Regions from separate parts of the Gossypium hirsutum genome. Here region 2 is linked to region 1. A link is a contact called in public Hi-C data. All regions are on one chromosome and are shown on one strand. The core of a region is the stretch at or near the end of the contact, and the rest is flanking DNA. Distances in the headings are between cores, read along the strand shown. Region 1 holds the start of LOC107951313 (probable trehalase). Region 2 overlaps LOC107951314.

Evidence for each region. A called contact is a pair of places that touch in the nucleus more often than the background predicts.
Region 2: a contact with region 1 is called in a Hi-C map of leaf, with 2.2 times the contacts expected there. The contact joins the enhancer-like site here to the promoter of LOC107951313 in region 1. A contact is called at or near these places in 2 of 34 Hi-C or Micro-C datasets (both in leaf).

Annotation. Positions count from the first base shown.
Region 1 is chrA02:43,579,538-43,586,359 of Gossypium_hirsutum_v2.1, reverse strand. It overlaps LOC107951313 (probable trehalase), which reads right to left and starts at 4,111. Exons shown (of 10, transcript XM_016886316.2): 1 at 3,354-4,111; 2 at 3,069-3,188; 3 at 2,764-2,879; 4 at 2,572-2,672; 5 at 2,369-2,478; 6 at 2,208-2,280; 7 at 1,952-2,119; 8 at 1,768-1,855; 9 at 1,582-1,681; 10 at 1,012-1,503. The coding sequence starts at 3,979. The coding sequence ends at 1,203.
Region 2 is chrA02:43,707,110-43,713,931 of Gossypium_hirsutum_v2.1, reverse strand. LOC107951314 reads left to right here. Exons shown (of 8, transcript XM_016886317.2): 2 at 1-1,175; 3 at 1,263-1,353; 4 at 1,474-1,631; 5 at 1,730-1,781; 6 at 2,029-2,108; 7 at 2,195-2,288; 8 at 2,373-3,378. The coding sequence starts at 24. The coding sequence ends at 2,962. Among protein-coding and RNA genes, the nearest start is that of LOC107951314, 4.2 kb to the left of the region's middle. Within about 2 kb of position 3,076, at least 7 of the 9 cell types and tissues checked have an H3K27ac peak or open chromatin away from gene starts, as enhancers often do. A contact at or near this core is called in leaf, where this site is marked.

The DNA of each region.
Region 1 (6,822 bases), core at 2,862-5,361:
ATTTTTATTTTTTATCATTTTTCGCCACATGCCACGTTGTGTTGCAACACATGATGACTTTAATTGAAAATAAAAGGGGTTGTTAAATTTTTTTATGACTTTTATAAAATTTTAAAATTTTTTATTTTTTACGATTTTTATAAAAGAAAATTCTAATTTTTAATAAATTTTAATTTTTTAAAATTTTTATTAAAATTTAATAATTTTTATAAAATTTATTATTTTTTATAATTCTTTTCTAATTTTTAATAAGAGCAGGGGCTTAATTGCTTTTTTTTTGAAAATTTTTAAAGGCCTTTTTGATGCATTTTGAAAGTTCAAGTGCTCAATTGAGTGCAAAAAGAAAAGGGCTTAATTGCTTTTTCTAAAAAAGGTTTGAGGCCTTTTTACACATTTACGCCATGATTAAATTATAAATTAATATAGGGAAAATTATGCTTTGCCCCCAAAAATAAAAAAGAAAATTGTATTTAATTCTTTAAAAAATAAAAAATTATAAATTAATACAAGATAAAATCTATATTTAACCTCTCTAAAATTTTTAATTCAAAACTATACAATAACTACAAAAAGATGGAGAACATCCTTTGATTTTATAGGATATTAAACGTGAATGGAATAATAATTTAATACTTGAACGGAATTGTAGTTAAAAAATTTTTCAAACACTCATGTGATATGGGTTTAAATTGTGTTATTTTTATCCTCACCTTTAATATTGTATTAAAAAAAATGGTATTCATCAAATCAACCTTACCATTACCATGAATAATATATATTTGTGGGAGGGCCTAACTCGGGCTTGTACTTTTTCCATTGTTTGTATTTATTACTTTTATTTAATAATTTAATTGAGTCAATGAACTTAGTTTTAAATTTACTTAAATTATCTTTCTAAATTGAGAAAATATATGCACAAGTACAAAAATTCAAAACATAAAATCCTTAACTCTAATTTTAGTATTTTGATGAAAGCCATATTTAGTTTATGTGTCTTGCCTTAGAATACGGTGGATAAATGTCCATCGGGAATGTCCTATGATTGCTTCCGTTTTCAAGTTTGAACACAGAAAAAAATCCCACTTAAGAGGGCCAAAAAGGAATTGCATTTCCATCTACACGCTTTTTGGAAACATAAACCTTGTTTTGTTTCTAGTATTATTAATATGCCTAAAAGGCTGGAACCCATTTTATTCCCTAGCTCAGTCGCAGTCAATCTTTTTGTCTTTAGGCCATCCAAACTCCTCCAAGAATGCCAATACAACTCCATTTGACCAACCAAAACCGGTCTGGGGCGTGTATTCTCCACCACCCCCAAACTCACCACATTTTTCCACATCATATTTCTCATGCATTGCCCCTGTTTTCTTGTAGGCGACGTAGTTGGTTTTGATCCACCTCTCAGCTATGTCTTTTGCCACTGTCCTTGCTTCCATTGATGCAGATTTTGATAGACCTTCAACTATCATATGCTGAAGTGGTGCCCAGCCATTTGGGAAATCCCTGTTGCCATGTTGGAATGTTAATGGCTATAGTATTTATTATAATATGTTTCAAGTGACTGAAGACATTTTTACTAACCATTGTTGGCCTGAATTTGTTAAAGAGGTTGCAATCCCAGCAGCACAGAGCAGGCCTGAGTTTTGAAGACTTTTTGTGACCTTTTCCACAAGATGAATATCTTCACATAAAATGTGTCAAAAGATCTTTTTTAAAGCTTTCTTCCATTTCAAGTTTCAAGAGGTAAGATAAATAGAAGCTACAAACCTGAGTTGAACAAATCAATCCACAAGGGAACAAAATTTGAAGCAAACACCTTCTGGTTTTGGTTCTCAGCTTTCCAAGTTTGAGGTTCCTGTTGGATCATTATCAAAATTCACTAAACTATAAAGAAAGTTATTAGATAGTGCAAATTATCATCACTTTACAAACTATGGAACTTGGAGACAACCTCACAGTCAGCGCCATTATTGAGCCAATAATCTAGCCATTGTCCCATGTTTTCATTCCAAAAAATAGAGCTGAATGCCTTTCGTCTTTTTTGAGAAGCTCTCAGGAAATCCTCAGTGATAGCGTTCTCCCCAACAGTTTTTGCTAAGAAGGCAATGTCAAGTTCCATCTAATATCAAGAAATGAACAGCATTTGGTCATTAAATCCATGGGAGTACCACCTATCTTAGAATTTCTCGAGACAAGTATTAACATACTCTTAGTATGAATATATTTAAATCAACAGGTAAGATTGTTGTTGTGGACAAAGTTGTAAAGTCAGAAGAGTTCCTGCAACATTAGAATTAACCACAAAAATCATTAGGGATGGTTCTTCAGTTAACCAATAGCATCATCTACATACAATAGTATAGATTACCTCATCCATCTTGTGCTGAAATCCCATCCAGATTCAGCAGTCGAAGCCAGCTCTCGGTAAAATTGCTGTTTCTCAGAATCATTCAAGAACTTGGAAGCAAGTTCTTCATCCTGACAGATAAAGCAAGCAAGTCAAAGAAGTAAAAGAAAAGGAAAAGAAAAAGGAACATTGGCAAGGTAGGCAACATGGAGTGAAGAACACACAATGGTTGATGATTCCGGCCTCGGCTTGTTCCACATTGCATAATACCGATTCAAAAAGTGATTACACTGCTCAGCATCACGGATAATCAACTCATGTATATCTATACGAAATCACAGAATGTAAAGGAGGAAGTTAAAAAGCTTATACAAAGAAGCAATTGTTCATACAAATAAAGTAAACATACATAGTACCTGAATTCCAATATCGATATTCTTTAATCAATGGTGGGAGAGATTTCTTAACGAATTCGACATCACCGGTCCGATTATATATCTCATAGACCATTGCACTCAAAAGAGGAGGCTGGCTGCAAAAGGGACCTTGAAGCTATTAGATAGTTGTACAAGGCAATGAGCAATTAAGACCGTAAAAACTAGTAGTAATTTACATTGTTTGATATAATGTAAAATATGAAAAGCACAAATGAAAAGTTAAAAGAAAACCCATTTTCATTTATTCCTAAAACAATGATAAGAAAATAACTGAATAGCATTACCTTCGATTGGTATAATAGGCTCTAGCACCATTAAGAACATGACCATAAGTGTCTAGCATGAAAATGAGATTAGTCACTATTGCTTTTGCAGTCTCGTACATTTTACTTGCCAGCAGGCCTCTGCACAAACATATTAAACATCAATCCCCATTAAGATTTTAAACTAAGGTATGTTGATTCCTTAAAAACTCCAATAAACTGTGAAGCCACATGGAAGCAATCTCCAAGAGAATATTCCTTTATGATCCTAAAATTAAAAACATTATGATGAAGTCAAAAACTAACCTGATAACCCAATAAGAATCCCAATAATAAACCTCAGTGAAACGTGAACCAGGAATTATTACAGGCCTTGGCAAAGGAAGCAGAGTATGCAATTCAGGATGATGAAGAACCGAGCTCGAAACTTTCCTGCTCAAATTCTTCCACAAAGCATGGACTTCCAATGCCCAACCTCTCACCTCTGGGCTCTCCACCTTGGGCAAAAAGCCATGCGGCTCAGGGACAAAATCCACTGGCTCGGCATATACAACATCATCCCCTGCATCAGTAAAGTACTTCCCGATAAACGCTTCAAAATCCTTAACAGAAACTGACCCATCTTCCGTCTTGGGAAGTTTATCGAATGCTTCCACGGTGGTGGAAAGATTAGACTTTAACGGTAAGTCTACATAGTGTTTAGGATCAAAATTCGATTTCCCATAAGTTTGCAAAGCAGTTTCTTGGACACGTACAAGGAAACTTAGTAAGGGTGTTGCAGGGATTACAGGACCCGGACCTTTGGTACATGATGATGGAGGTGAAAGTGGGTTAGCGAGGGCCATTGGAGGCAGCGATTGTGAAAGAATGAACACTGAAAAGAGAAAAAGGAAATGCCTTTTACGGTTGGTGTGGTAAAGAAATGGGGCCATAATGATGGGTAGAATCAAAGGAGATTGGACGAGACATGGATTAACGCGTGTTGACTTTTAAGGATCTGGAAAAAAAAAAGTAAGAAAAGGACGGCCGGTTATGTAATCGCAAAACGATGGTAATCAGGATTTACGATAAGGACTAAGCACGTGGACAACCATTGTAACATTGATATATAGGCAAAAAAAAAATCCTATTAAAATATACATTGGATCTGTGAGAGTTTGAAGTTGACTACGACTGTGGACAATGGTTAGCCAAGTGGATGAATGTAATTGCTGGTTAATAAAGAAATAGTGACAGTCATGGTCTTTGAAAATATTTGGAACGGCGTCTCTTTGAGTATTGATAAAATCAAAAGTTAAAGGCCAAAAGAAGGGATATTAGCATATATTGAAACTGGGGAAGAAAGGGAATTCGATGGTGAATTCTCCCATGGGTTTTGGATATTGGTTAGAATGTAGGGTATAGAAAGTAATATTTATGTTCTGAAAGTGATATGTACTAGTATTTGTGTTTGTTTTCATATCAAAAGTTTGTATCAATAGATATAAATCAGATATAATATCTGTTTAGATTAATATTGAAACAAACAATTTAAAATATACCGAAATTATTGAAATATACAAAAATTTAAAAGATATAATATACCAAAATGTATTTACTAATCTGTACCATACAGATAACCATGATTTTGGTATACTAAGTTGTTTAGCTAGATAAGAAGGTTATACTTTTGGCTCCTCAAATTTCAGCTCGATGAAAATATATTTTCAAGGGTTCACACAGATGTTATTGACCCCTTCGGTAAAAGCATATTTTTTATTTGGGAACAATTCTTTGTCTCTTTGCGATTTTGTAACAATTTGAAAGTTGTTGGTGTTGGATAAATTCAATTTCGAGACTTCGATTCTGTAAATCGATATTATAAATATTTTTATTAAATATTTATGGAGTTATATTCTAGGTGAATTGAATTCTGGATAGCCAAGTTTATCAAATTAATGATTAATTAGGTACAGGAAATAAATTGTAAAAGTAGTAAAAGTTCAATTGTTATGGACTTTTAATTAAGAAATGAGTCAAAGGACTGAAATAGCAATTAAACCATGTTATTATACTATTAGTTGACGGTAGCAAACATGGGTCATTAAATTGATTAATATAAAATATGATTTAAATTAATTAAAAGAAAAGAAAAAAAGAAAGAAATAACTTAAAATTTTATATTATTATCAAGTTAGTTGGGGATGGAATTACATTATCTTCTTCCCCACTCACCCGAAGCAAATATAAACAAAAGAAGGTTAACGCTATTTAGCGTTTTGGAAGCTTTAACCTTAAAATTCAAGTACTTAGTTTTTTTTTAAATTTTTATATTTTTGAAATTCCGGGAATTTAATCTAGCTTACCTGTGTGTTATTTTTCAAAATTGTTAAAGTTTTTAAAAGTTATTATTGTTGATTTCTTGAAGTTTTTTGTATTAAATTGTTAGGTTTTAAGCTTAGATATGAAAAAAGACTAGTTTGTAAAGTTTAAATATTAGTTTTATAACATAAAGACTAAAGTGACTTATTTGTAAAAATGTTATGAGATTTTGATGAAAATAGATAGTAGAGAGGTTATAGAGGATGAGATTGAAATTAAATTGTAAAACGAAGCTCAAATTTGAAAGATATGACTATTTTGATTTTAGGGGTTAAATTGAATAAAATGAAAAATTTTAAAGGACATTCAAGAAAATGAAATTGAACTGATACATGCTTATAATAGGATGATATGAGATGTTTAGAATTGATAACTTGAACTAAATTATTTTATAGATCAAGAATTGAACCAAATCGAGGCTAGTTAAGGAAAAGTAAAAATGTAACCTCCCCAACCTGGCCTAGACAGTAGACATAGGTCAGAGAGGTCACGTTCACCACCGAGGTGGCTTGGTCATTTTACACAAAAAAAAAATTCAATTTTAAACCTATTTTATACAAGCTATTATTCCAATTTTATGAATTTAAGACTAGCATAAACTCTAGCAGGGAAAATATAACAATACTCATTATATAATAATTAATCTGTATAATTCAATTAACAAATAAATAATTAATGATAGTAAAATAATATTAATAAATAACATTCAATCTAAGAGATGTAATTAAAAATAGTTATCCATACCACGGTTCTTAGTAAAATAAAACGATAATAATAAATAAAAATTTGTGGGCGAGAACAAGCCAAGACCCTCTACATGTCGAGCCCGTGTCCTAGTTCGTGAAATTATCTGAAAGAGGGGAGTGTGCTATGGAAGCTCAATGTGAGACCCTTTACAATAAACCAATTAAATATTCAAATCTGTAAACTAATAGCAAACAATTTCACATGTCAATCAATTCAGTACGATGACAAACAATTTTGCATATCAGTTTATTTAACATAATAGCAAACAGTCTCGCATATCAATCAATTCAATACGGTCAAATGGGCTTGCTACTTCATACAAGCAACCATTAAAGATCAATCATAATCAGTCAGACATATTCAATTATCAAATCAATGTACTTCACACAATTAACATATAACAATTCAGTCGATTCGTTATGCACTTTTCATGAGTTTGCGCAATATGTCATGCAACTATCAATTCATTTGTCAGTCAATAATCCTACCCCCAACCGCTACACACGACAATAGGGGTTCCCCAGAACTCCCTCCTCTAATCACATCAGGTTATGGACTTAATGCCACCAATAATTTGCAGATTTTACTGCCACAAACCATGAAAGCACAACATACTCGTAAATAAAAACTGTTAGAAGGTTGTGCTTGCACGGTAAAACGGACGCAA
Region 2 (6,822 bases), core at 1,827-4,326, 130 kb before region 1:
AGAAGAGAAAACAAGGGTATATAATGGGGAGTTATTTAGAAGAAGAAGATGATAAATTCTTTGATAGCAGGGAGGAGATTTCTTCTGCATCTGAGGAATGTGGTCCTAGTCCTGATTTAGGCTTAGTTAATGATTTTTTGGATAGTTTTGATCATTTCGAGTTCTGGTCTGCGTTCCCACAAAGTGTTGATAAGCGTCGGCATAACTTTAGAAGATGGATGGATCTAAGTTTCGATGGGAATTCGATTACCGGGGAGGTTCCTGGTAGTTCCGACAGGGATGAACTTGAAGTGGGAATTTCTAGAATCTCACTAGATAGTGGAGCTGTGTTGAGGACTTCAGGTCTTGAACATGGGGTTTCATCCAACCAGTCCTTGGTGTCTTCTCGGTTCGATGATGCTCAACAACCTGAGGATCATTTTGCATGTCAAGCCGATAATTTGGATGGTCAAGTGGAATCAGTAACAGTTGAACAGTGTCAGAATGGAATAAAAAGCTGTTTACAAAGTTCAAGTTCAAGTAGATCTGTTTGTTCCCAAGTGTCTGAGCGAACTACTATGTTATCTCCTTTGGTTGAGCGGCACTTGGATGGGGAGGTCAAGGGAAGACCTGCAATAGATGTGAAAAGGAAAGTGAAAAGGAGTTGGTTAAGAAAATTAGGTGCCATGGCTCATATTGTTGATAGACATGTTGATGTTTCATCGATGCCTGGTAATCATGATTCGGTGCCCGGGGAAAGGATGAAAAGGGTAAGACCTCATCCATCTAGCAAGCATTCCAAGGAGTTGTCTTCCCTCTATTGTGGGCAAGAATTTGTAGCACATGAAGGGTCCATCTTGACGATGAAGTTCAGTCTGGATGGCGAATTCCTAGCAACTGCAGGTGAAGATTGTATTCTGCGTGTATGGAAGATTGTTGAGGATGACAGTTTAGACAAATTTGATATCCAAGATCTTGATCCATCATGTCTTTACTTCAGAATGAATCATCTCTCACAGCTGATTCCTCTTAATGCCGATAAACAAAATATAGATAAAATAAAGAGGTTAAGGAGATCATCTGATTCAACTTGCGTCATTTTCCCACCCAAGGTCTTCCGAGTTTTGGAGAAGCCTGTGCATGAATTCCAAGGGCACAGCGCAGAAATTTTGTCTCTTTCGTGGTCTAAGAAAGGGGTAAAGTTCCTAGACTTCATCTTCCTTGTTAAATTGCTTTCGGTCTCTATTGACAGATAAAAATGTAATATATATCCTTTGTTGTAGTTTCTACTGTCATCTTCTGTCGACATGACCGTTCGTCTGTGGCAAGTGGGATACGATGGATGCTTGAGGGTTTTTTCTCATAACAATTATGGTAGGCCTTCCATAACCCTAATCCAAGCTGTACAGAAATAGTAGTTAATTACATTTTTTTGTTTTGTTAGCTGGTCATCGTCTTTCATTACATGACATTAACATGTGTATTATTCTGTAGTAACTTCTGTTGCCTTCAACCCTGTGGATGACAATTATTTCATCAGTGGTTCAATTGATGGCAAAGTTCGCATTTGGGAAGTGCTTCGTTGTCGAGTCATTGATTATACAGATGTAAGGGATATAGTCACTGCTGTTTGTTATCGGCCTGATGGAAAGGTTTGTCGAATCTTTTGCTTTTATTAGCTTGTTGAAAATTTTGGTTTCTTTCCTGAAATTTAATAGATTTAAAAAATAATAATGTTTGATTATTGTAGGGAGGAATTGTTGGTTCAATGACTGGCAGCTGCCGCTTCTATGATATAATAGGTATGTTCATGTACGGAAGCCAGGATTTTATAGTACATTAATGCGGCTATTGAACATTGAATTCTGATAATACGAGTATATAGCCGTTAAAAAAAGATTTAATCATGGGATAATATTAAGTTCATCCAACTAGCTAAGGCCTAAGGTGGTCGGTTTTGCAATAAACATAGTGTTCTGCACCAATGGTCCTTTTGTTGCTAGTAGTTTCTGCTTAAACCTCGGTGAATAATTTTAACTGTTCCTATAGGTACTCGACTTCAACTTGATGAACCGATATATTTACAAGGAAAAAAAAAGTTACCTGGAAAAAGGATAACTGGCTTCGAGGTGGTTAAATTTAATCCTTACATTTCTTTTTCATTATATTTTTTTCTCCCAGGTGAAGGCTTACATATTGCTGTTTCACTTTGTAGTTCTCTCCTACTGATCCAAGTAAAGTGATCATTACTTCAGCTGATTCACTTGTCCGTGTCGTGTCCGGGAGAGATGTCATATGCAAAGTGAAGGGTGAGTATTTCACACTTCTGTTTATATAATCTGTTGTTTATGATCACGAGGTAGTAGTTGATTTCGCTTCTTTTCGTCTTCCAGCATCCGGCTTTCGAGTTGCAACGAGTCAGATATCTGCAACTTTTAGCCAAGATGGGAAACAGATCATCTCAGCCAGCGAGGATTCCAATACCTACATCTGGAATTACGCCAACCAGGAGAAGAACAGTTCCAAGGTGAAAAGCATTTCGTCTTGCGAGAGTTTCCTCTCCCACAATGCATCGGTTGCTATACCTTGGCGTGGAATCGAGACCATTCCTGCAACACTTACATCCCTAGAACTGGGTGGTGGGGATGTGAGGAGAAACAGCCACCCAAGCTGGCAGAAACATCAAAGTCCAAAAGTGGAGCCGGAACAACCTATGCCTAATTCTTCACCAGATTGTTTCTCTTTAACGCGGGTTCTATTGGAGTCATTAACAAAGGGGTCTCCAACTTGGCCTGAAGAGACACTCCCCAACGCGAGTCCGGTGACAGTTGCATCTGACGTGTGCAAGTTCGAGTTAAAGGTTTTGAAAAGTGCCTATCAAAGCATGTTGAGTTCCCACAAGTGGGGACTTGTGATAGTTACTGCAGGCTGGGATGGACGGATTCGAACCTACCTCAATTATGGTCTACCTATTCGATTATAAGACCCCTCCAAAGATTCAGCAAGCTTTAACCAGGGACTGAATTCATGGCTGTTGCTGCAACAGGCTAAGGTTCGTTGGTCCCCTTCCCTGCATGTGGGTCTGGACCCATCTTAGATTTGGAAGTGTATTAGAGTGCTATCAGTTCAAAGGGTTCGTTAATTTAGGGTCAAATCCAGTCAGGTCCCAACAAGTGGCTGGGGTTTAATATTTTGTTGGATCACAGCTTATAGATATCAAATTTATATATATATATATTATTTTACTGATTCTTTGATTTGTTTGAGGGACTATGAGCTCTAAATTATGTGCTAACGGGCCCTTTCTTTTTGTAAGTAATTATTTTTAGCAGTATAAAGGAACTTGTAACAACCATATTTGCATATCAATATTTTCGATAATTAATTTTCAAAAGACAATATTTTCGATTTTTGATAATTTTATTCAAAAATGCAACTAGTTTTCTTTGTCGTGGGATGCACGAGTTATTATTGTAATTTTTTTTTGTTTAATCAACATATATTACAAGCGATAAAATATAATTTTATGAAATATTTAAAATTATAATGAACATTATAAATAAATATTAGTTTAAAAAACATATAATGTAAAAAGTATTAACTTTCATGAATGCTAAATTATATATACATCAAATCATAAAACAAAATATACATAATAACAAATATAAACAATTTAACCATAATTTATACATAATGTTAAACATTAATATTTAATTTATTTAAACTATTTTGAAAAAAAAACTTGGACCTACCTTTAATTAAAATAAAAAATTATATAATTATTTAATTTAATTTTTTGCTTTTACGTAACCCTAAGCACTCTCTATATTTCCTACTCTTCAATACTATAGAAGTTACCGAAGTCGCCTTTTATCAACTCTTTTTTTACACAAAAACCAACTCAATTTCTTCGAAAACACAAAAAAAAGTTTCAACACAGATAAGATTGATTTTAAGTCTTTTTTGACCATCAATCTTTATTTTTTTTTCAATATGCTTTGTCTAACATATTTAATAAATAAATTCAATGTTTTAATATTTGTTTTCTTTCAAAAGGTTTCAATCTTTCATAGGTTTGTGAGTTAATTTTTTTTAGATAATTACGCTTATTTTCTTTAAATTAAGAATTGTTTTTTTAATTTAATGTATTATAAGTAATAAATTATATATCATTAAAAATATTCCACATATGAAATTCCATATCGTCCCCTTCAACTTTTTTAATGGTATTTTCATTAAATCTGTTAGAAAAAGCAGATTGAAAAAAAAGAACAAAGGTTAATGGCCAAAAACAACTAAAAAATACAATTAGGGTCATTTTGACAAGACATGCAAACGTTAGTGGCCAAATTTATTGTTAAGCCTTTTTTATAGCATCCAACATCAATAATTAATCCACTAAAGAATTGACAAAGTAAAATTAGGGCTAAAAATATCATATTTTTAGTAAATTAAGTACATTGCTCGACTAAATAGTAATATAAGTGACAAAATTACCTACAATTTAAATGCAAATATAATCATTTGATTTCAAAACTAATCATGATGGGTGTAACTCCATGAATTATCATATATGAAAAGTAGTAGTATTTATTTAAAACATTAAAATTAAAGCAATTAAAAATGTTAGATACTAATGGGCCAACTAATCATAATATTAAAAAAGCTGAAGTGTCAAGCAATTAATGGTGCCACTTGTCAGTATCAGAATTATCCAAGAACTTAAACTTTTCAAATTTGCAAGTATACCTTTATATATATATATTAAAATAAATCATTCAGTTTTTTTTGAAACAAAGTCAATATGCATTGAAAAAAAAGAAAATTAAAACACACAAGGTAAATGGAAAAGAAACAGTTGTCCTAATAGCTGTACAAGCCTGCTAGCAACTGAGAAGGTGCCTCGAGCTTTCCTAAAACATTAACTAAAGAAATGAAAAGAGTCTTAATTCCTAAAAATTAAATAAAACCTATCAACTAAACCACAAAACCTTTCTGTTCCTAAACACATTTCTTTTTTTCTACATTTGTAAACACATTGGAGTCTACTGGTGTATTGCCATCGTTGTGTTTTCCTTTGAAACACCATACTAGACCACTCCAAAACTAAGTTTGTTGGAGAAATAAGCCATCCCCGAACTCAGAAAGACGAAAATAAACCTTTATTGTTCTAAGATCCTTTTTTGATCTTTGATGACATTAGGTTCTACTTTCGAAGGTACCTCTTCCATTCAGTAGATCGGGCCAGAGAGACTGTGCCCTCGTGTTGTGAGAGTGTGCGCTGCTTCATTTGCCTTCCGAGGGATATATTGAAATATAAGTTAAGAAATCTAGGTCTTTTCTTTTTTATTTCATCAACTATGTTACCAATCACCGATGTATCCTCTGAAACAGACTTGATTTTTTAATAATAGTTAAGGTATCACCTTTCACAACAAGGTCTCGAAACCCCATTCCTTCCCCAAATATGATAGTCTAAAGACATGCCTTTGTACCGCGGTGGTCGGGTTCCACTTCTTCCTAGAGGGTAGGTGCACGATCCCATCACAAAACCTTCATAATTTATTATTATGATTCCTGTTGTTGCTTTCAATTCTTGTTGAAAAAATATTGCATTGAAATTTACCTTCATTTGTTCTGCCTTCGGGGGTCTCCAAAAGTTCTCATTTGTCTTCATATTAATCTCTGTTATGGTTTGTATCTGATTCAATTCTAACACATAAGTTTTTATAAATCCCACAACCTCTTGTACCCTCCCATTTTCCCCCTCATGGTAGAATTTATTTCGATTATACCACACTGCCTAAAATGAGATTGCCATGATTGTACACTGTTGAATGTTACTATTACTAAAAAGAAGAACTAACCATTGTTTCCATGTTTGTTCTGTGTTTATTTGTGAGGAATATACACTAACCCCTTAAAGGACCTTCCGTGTGAACTCACAGTCTCAAAATAGATGCTCCATAATTTCCTTTTCCTCTAAACAAATTGGGCACACAACACCATTCCCGAGTCCTCGAATTTTTAGATTGCTAAGCGTCGAAAGATAATTGTTTGTTATTCTCCATAATTTTATCTTTATCTTGTTGAGGATCGAGAGATTCCAAAATTTTGTAAAATAGGCCTTTATATTTGTTTGGTTTGTATTAAAATTATCCAATAGTTGTAGCTCTTCTATAATTAGCTGTTTATATCCGCTCTATACTATGTACTCGCCCGACTTATCTCCTCTCCATGTCAGTACGTCCTATTATGTCCTACTTACCAACGAAATAGTAAGGACTGCCTCGACTTGTTCCCTCTCTAGTAAGTGCCAAACTGCATCATAGTTCCATGTAAAAAAGTCTTTATAAATTAGATCTACTACTTTGTTATAGTTGATGTTTATATTCTGACTAGTCACTCTTCCACTGTCAGAGATAGGTAGCCAAGCATCATTCCAGATGTTTGTTGCCTCGTCGTTTCTTATCCTCTAGCTCGTTCCCTTTTTTAGTGAACTACGCGCATTCCAAAGGCTGTGCCAAATAAAAGAGGGGTAAGCTCTTAAACCTGCATTTAAAAAATTATCTCAAGGATAATATTTAAATTTCATTACGCGCGCAAACAAACAATTAGGTTGGGTGAATAGTTTCTACCCCTGTTTAGCCAATAGGGCAGTATTAAAAAATGCAAGATCCCTAAACCCCAAACCCCCAAACGTCTTTGGACTACATATAGTAAACTAGGTACTCCAATGAATACCCTTATTATATTTTAAATTTCTCCACCAAAATTTACACATCTGACTTTCTAACTCTCTGTAAAGTGACATGGGTAACTTAAAACACTGCATAGCATAAA